2 separate regions of the Zea mays genome follow, and region 2 is linked to region 1. The links are chromatin contacts, called in public Hi-C maps. All regions are on one chromosome and are shown on one strand. The core of a region is the stretch at or near the end of the contact, and the rest is flanking DNA. Distances in the headings are between cores, read along the strand shown. Region 1 holds the start of LOC100274274 (putative cytochrome P450 superfamily protein). Region 2 holds the start of LOC100274522.

What was found. Hi-C and Micro-C count contacts between places; a contact is called where the count stands out from the background.
Region 2: a contact with region 1 is called in a Hi-C map of ear, with 2.7 times the contacts expected there. The contact joins the promoter of LOC100274522 here to the promoter of LOC100274274 in region 1. A contact is called at or near these places in 4 of 25 Hi-C or Micro-C datasets (bundle sheath, ear, endosperm and 1 more).

Annotation. Positions count from the first base shown.
Region 1 is chr6:167,106,675-167,112,320 of Zm-B73-REFERENCE-NAM-5.0, reverse strand. LOC100274274 (putative cytochrome P450 superfamily protein) reads right to left here and starts at 2,963. Exons shown (of 3, transcript NM_001148638.1): 1 at 2,463-2,963; 2 at 1-314. The coding sequence starts at 2,958.
Region 2 is chr6:167,486,654-167,492,299 of Zm-B73-REFERENCE-NAM-5.0, reverse strand. LOC100274522 reads left to right here and starts at 2,446. Exons shown (of 1, transcript NM_001148879.1): 1 at 2,446-4,105. The coding sequence starts at 3,191. The coding sequence ends at 3,880. TRNAD-GUC (transfer RNA aspartic acid (anticodon GUC)) reads left to right here and starts at 4,831; the gene lies at 4,831-4,902.

The DNA of each region.
Region 1 (5,646 bases), core at 1,714-4,213:
GGCACCACTCTCCTTGAGAGACTTAGCGTGCTCATCAATGATCTTCATTGTCAGGCGGTCCCTTCTCTCATTGTGAGTTTTGTAAAGCTCCTCATTAAGTGGACACAACCATCTCAAATACCAAATGAACTCAGCAACAGAGAGAGATGCACCAATCTTGATCCCGTTGTTCACAATAGTCTTAAACTCACGCCCTTGTTCGTCAACATCACCGTTTGCATTCATGAACCGCTTCCCAAATGCCAGCCTTGTTATGTTGTTGAAGGCCACCATAGAAAGGTGCTTCCTCACTACCATTGGCTTTCCTTCATTACCTGAATACAACATAAGATTAAGTAACAGTTTAAAACTATGATTTTGGGTTCTAACAGAGTAGATAGCTGACTGCTTCACTAATGTCATCCACAGAAATATGTTGTAATTCCATTTCTGTAGACTGTTCCATGAAATACATTAATGGAGCAGAATGTTTGCTAAAGAATGTAAAAATGCTATCTAATATTACAAAACAGGAAGGAGAATAAGACAACGGGTGCCTAATGAATTACATCAATAGCCACCGGAACAATCAATATTGTGCTAAATAAAGTCAAATATCAGCAAGTGGTTTGCTTTGCAGCTAACATGTCAAGGATGGAGAATATGATACTAATATTTTCTCGTGAATACCAGAAAATAAAAACTAATACTAGTGCTGATTATCCATTCAGAATAATACCACGGCCTGAAACATGGTTCCCATGCAATTTACTACCTGAACTCCTCCTTTTTGGGTAATGCTGTATTGCTGCAGCAATCAGTTTAGATCCACTCACTGATTGCATTGAAATAACAATATATATTGATTTTTCAATAATCAAATGATAATATTATATTAAAGTCTGCTTAAGGATTAAAATCTAGTCCCCATTTTGACTGAGCTCAAAGTCAGCAAGTTTGATTCATTTAGAACTCCATTGGTATTAATATAGTCTGGCCTTCAGAATATCAGACAAATCCAGGTAACATTTTTGCAAAATGCCACAAGGCAACCTCTCAGATTGCACAAGGGAACTACATAATTTTGCATTAATGGACACCTAAATTTTGTACATTTGTAAGTTGTCACCACATTTATACTATCCCAACTCCCATGAGTTGATCCCTAACATGATTTATGAGATACAGCTGATGACAAATCAAATTAAGGTTGCAGGTTTTTGGTCAAGCTGGTACAATGCCAACAGAAAATGCTTGGTAGACCAATAAGGTGGGCTATTACCACAAAGAATGGTCATCATACAATTAAAAAGATGCCAAATTTACATGCCACTCTCACATGTACATGATAGTCTGTTTACAAGCATCAACTCGGCCAGGGAGGGAATGACCGCCCTCCCGATATTATATTAAGAGACCAAAACATTGGTCCCGGCCAAGAAAACCCGCACCAAACCCTGCCCCCCCCCCGATCACTAGCAGGCCTGCGTCAACCGTCCACTCTGCAACGGTCCAACCGGAGAATGGCGCACATGACATCGTAACCCAAAAGTGGATGGGGCACATTGATGGGATTTTTATTAACCAAGCCTGAAAATTCGCCTCCGAGGGGAATCGAACCCGGGACTTGGTGGTGCTACTCGGAAGCCTTAACCACTAGGCTAGAGGCCCTTTCGCACTGTTTACCAGCATTACGTTATAAAATGTTTCTAATCTCTGTCTATTAGTTTATGAGAAGTTCTTTAACGGAGCATAATGTGGAAACCAACAAATTAGCTGAAACGCAACCAAACACTTACACGGCACCTAGACCAAGAAGAACAGCTCTGTGTTGCCATTGATACTAAAGCTCATAGAAATCCCAACCTAATTGTTTAACCTCATGATCTGGTTGACATAAAGTTTGGCTAAGGTACTGCAGCGGCTGTGGCTGTGATCTCTCTCACAAAATACTGCTCTAGTGGCTGCAAACAGCTGTCACTTTATAGCAGACGAACAGTTTGTCAGCTTAATGCAGCTGAACTGTTATCAGTACTGGTGGTGCCGCTGTGCAGACTAATTTAGCAAATATTAGCGATATAGTACCTCATTAACATCGTGCTAACCATGTGGACACCTTCGGTCTTATGACAAAATTGTCACAAAACCTACGAAATTACGGACCGAGGTTTGGCATTTTACTGAAAGATAGGCGTAAACTCGCCACCAAGCGGCCAGAAAGCCACTAGACACAGTAAATCCCACTATCCCAGCACCGCTTAAAGCTGAGTCAACACGACACAGCAGCTGCTCTGGTCACCAACCCACCAGCACAGCGACACCATGGCAAAATCGGGCGGGGTTGCCCGACCAACGAGTCTTCGCACGAAAGAATCCTCCATCTTTTTACCAAACACCCCCAATTTTGTACAAATTGCGCCTACCTAACATTGTCCGGGATCGAGAGTGAGAGAGGAACAGTGGTGGGATCTGAGCTTACTAACCCGGGGCAGTGGCGGCGCGGTGCACGGACTCGACCATGGCGGTGACCTCGTCCTCCCTGATGGGGCGCAGCGCCTCGAGCCTCCTGGGCGTGAAGAGCTCGAGGTTGCAGAGCTTGCGCACCTTGATGTAGTGCGGGCCGTAGTCGGCCCAGATGAGGTCCTGCCCGTTGCGGCTGAACCGCTGGGTGGAGCGGTTCCGCGGCCGGTCCGCGAGCTGCTGGTCGTTCTCCTTGAGCACCTCCTTGGCCAGCTCCGAGGTGGAGACGACGACGGTGAGGCCGGACCCGAACCAGACGGAGATGATGGGCCCGTACCGCTCCGCCCACTCCTGGAAGCACCGGCACCGGACGGGCTTGATCTGGCGCAGGTTGCCCAGGACGGGCCACGGCCGCGGGCCGGGCGGCAGGCGGCCGACGCGCAGCCGGTTGAGGAGCGAGAGGGAGAGCGGGATCAGCACCAGCGCGAGGCCGACGGAGAGGAGGAGGGAGGCGTCCATGGCTGCTCCGCGCCGGGGGTTGGTGGAGAATGGTGGTGCCGTGTTCGGCGAATTTATACGGCGGGAAAGGAAGAGTGGAGAGGCGGAGGGGGATCGGGGGGCGGTTGGCGGTAGGTGAGCGGGGCCCGCTGACTTGCCCCAATGCCCGTTTCCTCGTCTTCCCACTTTCTTTCAGCTCACTGTTTTTTTTTTCTTTAAATAATTTAGATATAAAAATCGAGCGTTTTCCATACCGGGACTAAAAAAAGGTTTGTTTTCATTAATATGATTCCGGAATAATATGCAGCTGTGTGCTCTGCAGGAATCCAAGCACAAGCACCTGCTGTTGTTTTTGCCCAAATTTCTGAGGTCCATAGTTGACCAACCCCTGGAGGATGGATGGATGGAGCCATGGAGGATACCAGGTGCTCCTGCTGATTTAAAGGCTTGTTGACAACTTGGGAGTGGATCGTACTGTTGACCGATCCCTTGTATTTTACAAGCCTTGTCACTGGTACAGAAGAGCACATGGCTAGAATGATGCGATTGAACCCAAGCCCATTCGGTATTCAAAATTTGTGGTAGACAGAGATAAAAAACTTTTGATCCTCAGATACAAGTGAAACTTAGATTTTTTTTTAAAAAAATGTAATTGCTACCTCCGGTCAATGTTGCCAAATTAGCCTATAGCTAGTTGTGTACTTGTTTTTGTAAGAAAGATAAGTTTAATTGTCGGAGTTAAAGAATAACCTTTACACATAAAAACATATGTGGTAAGTTAGACAGCGAAATAAACATATCATTCCTTTTCCTTTTTTGTATATAACATGAAACCAATCTTCATCTCTAGCTTCGCTGCTTGTCGGCTGGTTGCTGCTTCATCCATGTTTGGTGAGAGGGAGAACGGAGAAACGTGGTCGTTGGGTTCCTGTGGGCCTTATTTTCCGTGGGACGATAGGCCTTCGGGCGGTTTCAGCTGCAGTTAGGTCCTGAGTCCTGACTAGTGAAGCCAGCTCGAGGTCTTCTCGGGTCCACGTCCACCTGGAAAAGAGAGAGACAAATGACCACCCCACTCGCCCACGTGCACGATCGCTTCGATTCAACAGGTCGAACAACGGAACGAAGTGAAGGGATTTGAGTAGAGCCGCCCGTAGAGGCCCAAATCCAAGAGGGAGTGGTTGTGTTCGTGTTCGGGGACTCTGTTTTGCTGCAATTTGGCCCGGCCGCGCGGTGGTCCTTTGCGCTATTCTGTTCTGTGGCCTCTTCAACGGGCCTAATGTCCTAGCAGCCCATGCCTGGGAATTATCGGCCTGATTCTGTATCTTGATCAGATCTATGGCCCAGCCCAGTAGTATGTGAAACCGGAGCACGAGAGATTTTCCCATCTGACTTCTGAGGGAGCCGGCGTGGAAAGCTGCAATCACCGATCGAGACACCATACCAACCAAGAACCAACCAGCCCTTTCGAAGGTTGCAATGCATGACACTAACACTAGTAACCACCAAGCTCCTCCCCTCCATCTCGGTCATCTCCACGACCCCTCACCGCCATTGGCCATCCTCCCTACCAAGCCCTTTTCCGGTTCTCCCCCATTGCTTCATCGCGATCCCAGCAAGACGTCGTCACTGCCGAATTGCATCTCTATCCCTCGCTCTCATATGCCCCAAAAGCATGCGGGGGCGAATCGATCCGGCGCCTTGTTGTGCCGGCACCTCATTCCCCATCCCAAAACTCCGCTTATTTTAGGCAAAAAAGACGTGCGGGCGGTGACGCACGACGACGGACCTTGCCGTCGTCGGTGCTGTCTGAGTAGGGAGGCCTGAATAAGCAGCAACTTGCCGCCGCCGTACGTCGGCGTCGAGCAATGGTTGCCCTGAGCGAAAGCTCTTCTTTTCCCAGGACACAATTAATTGCTCGGTGACGGTAATGGAGTTCAGGTACGGTACGTTCTCACACGTACGGCGTACACCTCCCTCCCATCAGGTACGTACGTTTGAGAGCTCGATCGAGCGATTCAGGCCAGCAGGGATGCCCCTCCATGGCTCCATCTGCTGGTTGTTGTTGCTGTTGATCTGGTGCGGAGAGGGGCCCGGTGGTTAGGCTGCCAACGTAATAAAAGCACTGTTGCGAGTTGCTGCAAGTGTCACGTGAGAGTGGATTCGACGTGTAAAGGATCGGAGTTCAGCCCCGCGTCTGCGAACGAAAAGAGGACCGGCAGAGACGACGGATGTGGGATACTGTACCTGGACAGCTTATGCGGAGAAATGCTCGCGCGCGGCGCACGCACGAATCTGGCTGCAGGCGCAGGTTTCCTCCTGGTTCAGCATCCAGCATGCATGAGTGGACGACAAGTGGTTTCCTTTTCCATGCGACTACGCGAGACCGTTCCTGGTTGGGTATTGTTTATTATCAGTTATTATCAGCAGCAGGCCGTGATAATTTATCAGCTAGCTAGATAGCTAGGCTAGCGCTTATGATCTCTCTCCCTCTCCTCTCCTCTCCTCTCCTCCTGGTGGTAAACTTGCTGGTGATCTCGTCCTTCTCGTCATGGAGCAGTTGCGTATTTTGGTATTCCACTTGAAAAGTACCCCCCCTCCTCTTAAAATAGTACAGTAATTCTTTTTTAGACTAAACATATATTTATTAGTAAATCTAAGGATGTGGTTGATATGTATTATTAGTATAAGAGGGAGTATACACGAGTAATA
Region 2 (5,646 bases), core at 1,197-3,696, 380 kb before region 1:
AAGGTAAGTGCTTCGAGGGACTAAGCGAAGGTGAAGGTCAATCGACGGTTTGTTGATCGAGGTACCATGACTAAGGTGAAGGAGAGAGTACTTACACTAAGTCAATTTACTTATCAAATATGAATATTTATATTGTGTTGATGCATCAGTAAAGTGACTTGAAGCCATGAGTTGAACTCATATATGGTGAAATGGTTCAAGTCACAGGCTCGATTTTTGTTTGCTTCAAAATGTGACACAAAGATGTTTGTGATCCTTACGAAGCAACACTATGTAGAATCACACATGAGACACTAATGACTCAAGGAATTTACTTAATTATATTTTATTTAACTTGAGTATAGGAATCGTTGTACTATCAAGGGTGATCCAAAAAGGTGTTGGTACTAAAGCCAAAAATCCTTGATCCAAAACTTCTATTTTACCCTTGTTAATCCTTAATGAAAATATGTAGTACAACCTTTTTAAGTTTATCTTGGCCAAAATTGCTCTCTGAAAAATACTGGTTCAGCCGGGATTCATGTTGGTTCAGCCGGGATTGAAATACCAGCTCATCTGGTTTCTGGACCGGCTCAGTCGGTTTTCCCTCTGGTCCAATCTGCTACTCAACCGGTGGGTCGACTCGAATATGTTATGCAGAAAACCAGCTCAGCTGGTTTTTAATACCGGCTCAGCCGTATTTGAGCACAAAAGTCAAACGACTAGTTTTGGAGTCCCACCTATATATACTCACCCCTGCCTCTCTCCCCCACACAAGAGCGTGCACCAAACTCCATTTCTAACCTCAGAAACACCTCCCACTCTCTCACACATATCTCTTGCCTCTTCCATTTCAAAAAATTTGAGAGAAATCTTTGAGTGAGATTGAGAGCTGTGGGTTTTGTGCTTCATCTCTAAATCCTTCTTGGTCTTCTTGATTCGAGCTTTGATACTACATCGAGTTCTTTGTGGATTTATTACTTTTGGAGCTTCAAGCCCCTAAACGACTAGGTGTCGCTTGTGAGTCTCCAAATCTTGTGAAAGACCACAAAAAAGTTTGTGTTACCCGCTCGTGTGAGCAAAGATTAGTGTGTGGGCTTGACCTTTGTGGTCGACAAAAGGAGGATTAGGGTTGAAAGTGACCTTTGTGGTCGACAAAATGAGGATTAGTGAGTGGCCATTGAGGACCTAAAACAGTCTAATTGGGGGCACTTCCACTCCCTTATGCCCTGATGGGAGAGATCAGCCACGTCGGCATAATGTAATAGGAAAGGCCTCATATCGTTGTTGATTTTTTTGATTTGGTAAATCTGGCGGGAAAGAAATGCGAGAATCTTTGATCTCAGATTCTCGAGACACCAATAAACTGTTGTAAAAATAGAGTGTGAGGCGGCACCCTGAAAGTTGGAAGAGGCTAGACATCTGATAATTCCCTTATCTTCTTAGATGCTTTTCTTAATTGTGGGTTGTTTTCGTTTTTCCCCCTTTCCTTAGGCTAGTGGCCCGTGTGCCTAGGATCTTATCCTGGTTGTTCTAAACCATTTTACCATGTCATTTTTCTCCTTTTCAATATATTAGGTAGATCTCCTGTCTATTTAAAAAAGACAGAAAACATGCATACATTAAAATGGTAATTCAAGAGAAGATGGGATGAAGAGGAGAAAGAGCGTGGGACAACATTCATCTAAGAATAGGGTGGATGGTCGGGCATACCACAATTTTGGGAACATTGGATGGGATCCTGAATGGAACGTGCCTAATTCGTGATTTTAACCAAGTTCAAAAAAATTCATAATTATTATTTTTTTTATCTGATATCATTTAACATATACTCTCTTCATGCTAATTTATAATTCATTTGACTTTTTTATATCAAATTTGATCGGTTTGTCTTATTCCAAAAAATCAAAAATCAAAAAAATCAAAACAATACTTAAAATATATTATATGATAAATAATATCACAGTGAAAACTAATAATAATTATAATATTTTTGAATAAGACAAGTCGGTCAAAGTTAGTAAACAATCAAACAAATTATAAATTGAGACAGAGAGCAATATACTTTAAGTATGAATTTAATTTTTTTATTTTTCGTAAAAAAATTAATAAAACGAATCGGTCAAATTGGATTTAAAAAAGTGAAATAAATTATAAATTATGACAGAATGGGTATTAAACAACACTTGGATGCTCAAGTTTTATACATAAGCTTTCTCCATTCTACCTCTTTATATAGTTTGATTGAATAATATTGTAGCAACTTTACCGACTCTTCTCTGCTGGCATGTTCGTGTTATTTATGAACAATGACGTGCATTGTCAACTAGGCAACAATATTGAGGTGCAAAAAAGTCCAACTGAAAGACAAAACCAGGCCAAGTGGCAGGCCACCGCAAGCAAAAAGATTCGGTCATTGCGAGCCAACAAAAACCTCCCAGCACTGGCAAGAACAGGGAATCGTCCCCTCCCTCCGTCTCCACCGCCCACCACTGATCGGATCACGTCGGCGTCCCATCTCCTCCTCCACGACACAGAACGCCGCTCCCTTTCCGGGATTCTCCTCTCCAATCGCAGCTAAAACGCAACGCACTGGATCGGACGTCGCCAAAAAGATCGGTGGCGACACCATAAAGAAAGAATCCGAGAAAAGGCGAAAGGGGAGGAGAGAAAGGGGAGGTACAAAATTTCTACCCGCTAGAGGTTAGCTAGCTCGGCGGCGAGGGAACGAGAGACGCCCTACCGTCGATTCCATATCGTCGCTCCGATATTCTGATGCCGGAATCCTGCTTTTCCGGCTAGCTTACCGATACCTCCTAGGTGGTTTCCAGTCCTCACCCTTCCAACCTCTACTATCTTTTTTTGTGAATTTACCTCCACCGAATTCGGGCAGCTCACCATTTCTTGGAGTTTGGTGTCCTTTCTCGAGTGTTTCCTTCCTCCCTCCCGGGTTCTACTGCTGAGTGGTGAGGTCTACTGCCCTGCACCTGCAAGTTTGTTTCATTTGTGATGTGATCCGTTAGTTTGCCCCCCAGCAACCGTTGCTCAGAAATTCAGTTCTTATTAAAGCTTCAAGACCCTTCAAGGAACATCTTTTAGACAAGCTCTTGATTCCTTCACCTCTCTCTCTCTTTTCAGGCATCTTTCTTGTGCGACTTGTCCGTTGACCACAGGCGGAGAAATTTGTTCTCGGCACACATTCTCTGCCACAATGGACGATGGAGCTGACCTCCCCTGCCAACTGCTCTTCTCCCACCCGGAGATGCCTGACAGCTTCGACGAGTTCTTCAACAGCGCCACGACGACCTGCACCCACACGCACAGCTGCAACCCGCCCGGCCCCTCGGTCGCCATGCACACCCACACGTGCCTGCACGCGCACACCCTGGTCCTGGGCAGCGGCGGGGAGGACGACGACGACGCCAGGGAGGACTCGGCGAAGCCGCGCAGACCGCTGGGGAACAGGGAAGCTGTGCGCAAGTACCGGGAGAAGAAGAAGGCGCACGCGGCCTTTCTGGAAGAGGAGGTCAAGAAGCTCCGCGCCGCCAACCAGCAGCTCCAGAGACGGCTGCAGGGCCATGCAGCTTTGGAGGCGGAGGTGGCGAGGCTCCGGGGTCTCCTGCTCGATATCCGGGGCAAGATCGACGCCGAGGTCGGCGGCGTGCTCCCTTTTCAGAAGCCGTGCAGTGTGGGCTCCGTGGCGTGTGCCGATCCTGCTCTGTGCTTCAACGGCAACTCGGAGGTTGGAGGCGGCTGGGAGGAGAGCTCAAGACCGGCAGCCGCGGACTGCAGGATCGATGAAGTGCGAGGGATGTCACGGGAAATTGATGTCCCAGAAGGCTTGCGTCATTCCATGGATGTTGTTGCGAGCTTCGTGAGTTCTGATCCCCTGGCTGAATGAGCGCGTTTGCCTGATTGGCAGTTTTTTTTTTTTGGGGCCTCTGCCAGTGCCAGCTTCTTTTGGCTTGCTTGAAAGGTCAAATTTTCATGTAATTAGAAGAATTGAGGAACTGATAATGAGTGGAACTACCTCCACTGTGGTCCATGCTTCTTGTGCTGGTGTTCAGTGTGTATAGCTGAGATTATATTGAACTAATATAAATGCACTGAACACTGTTTACATCTGAAAAAAGGTCATTTCTGTGGGTGCAAGATTTTTTATTTTATTTTTCTGCAATTACAGGACGACTACAAAATCGTCAGATTGTTTGTTCATTCTGCAGAACGTAGAGGATTTTTTTTCCGCCCAGAGTTTCTCTGGAATACCACTAGCCCGATTGTACTTTGTTCATGATGTGGGATCACGTAGCAAGGTTGTGGTGGTGTGCATACGGTGTTGGGCTTTCAGTACTGCCTTAACCCAGCTTAAATTTAGTAGTTGACCAGCTGTCAGGAGGATTCTGCTGCAAAGAGAAAGATACGGTCTCATGTCCAGGTTTATTGTCGTTCTGCACTGTCTGCTCTGAAAGAACTCCTGTAACTAGTTTAGAAAGGTTATTGCACGGATATTATACATTTGTACTAATACAACACTTCACTGATACTATTGCAGTACTGCTACATGCCTGCTTCTCAGATTGTTGTCTAGTTATCGGACTGCTAAAGCCTCGTTCCTCTGGATTCTGTGTGCAGCTCAGCAGATGTATAACGTATGCAGTCTGATTTTCAGAGTCTCTCCCGGCAAGGCAGGCAGCGGTGACCGGCTGGGCTGGCCGCCGGAACAAATGCCATCCAAGTGAAGCAGATTTGCTACAGAACTATCGTGTGCTTCAGCTTTGCAGTTTGCGCTTGCTTCGTTCGCTGTCAACAGTAATGGCTAATTTGTGCCCCTTGTATTTCAGGGCAACAGTTGTCGTTGTAGTATAGTGGTGAGTATTCCCGCCTGTCACGCGGGTGACCCGGGTTCGATCCCCGGCAACGGCGATTCTTTTTTTTTTGGCGCGCACACGCTGTGGCTGTGGGAGAGCCGGAGAGGCACTCTAATCAAGTCGGCCCTGGCCCATTCCTGATTCCTCCTGAGCCAAACATGACACGGTGGAAAGATTTTTATTGGACATGGTTTCCAGCGGTGATTTTTTTTCCTTCGACTACGGGTACTGTTGTAAAGACTGTTTCTGCAAGATACTCTCTCCGTTTCGTTTTAGTTGTCGCTGAATAGTGCAAAATTAAACTATCCAGCGACAACTAAAAAGAAACGGAGAGAGTAATAATTATGGGACCCTGGCACCACCTTTATATAGTACCCCTTTAGACATTATTGGTATATCCTTTTGATATGTCGGCTGAGAAATTTTTCCCATCACTTGTGTGTCATCGTCCGGAGAAGGCTAGACTTACAGATGATACCTTTTTGGTGATCTTAGTAAAAGAATTCATCGTAGGTCCAACTAAAGCCAGCCATGAGTTTCTAGGGCCTCGCGTCTTGAGAGCCTAACTGGCTAATGTTGGTGTCGCTCGTGTTAGGATCTTGACCCGGCTCTCTCACAATCCTGCTCCTATCAGCACAAACGAGACCAGAGGCCCCAGGGTATATAAGGCTCTCAAGACTTTCTTTAGGGTACTCCTAAACTTCTCGAACTCTTCCGATCACCCGACCCCCTAGAGTCCCTCGAATCTCTAAGGCCCATGATCTTTGAGCCCTCCTAGGGCTTGAGATCCTTCATGTTA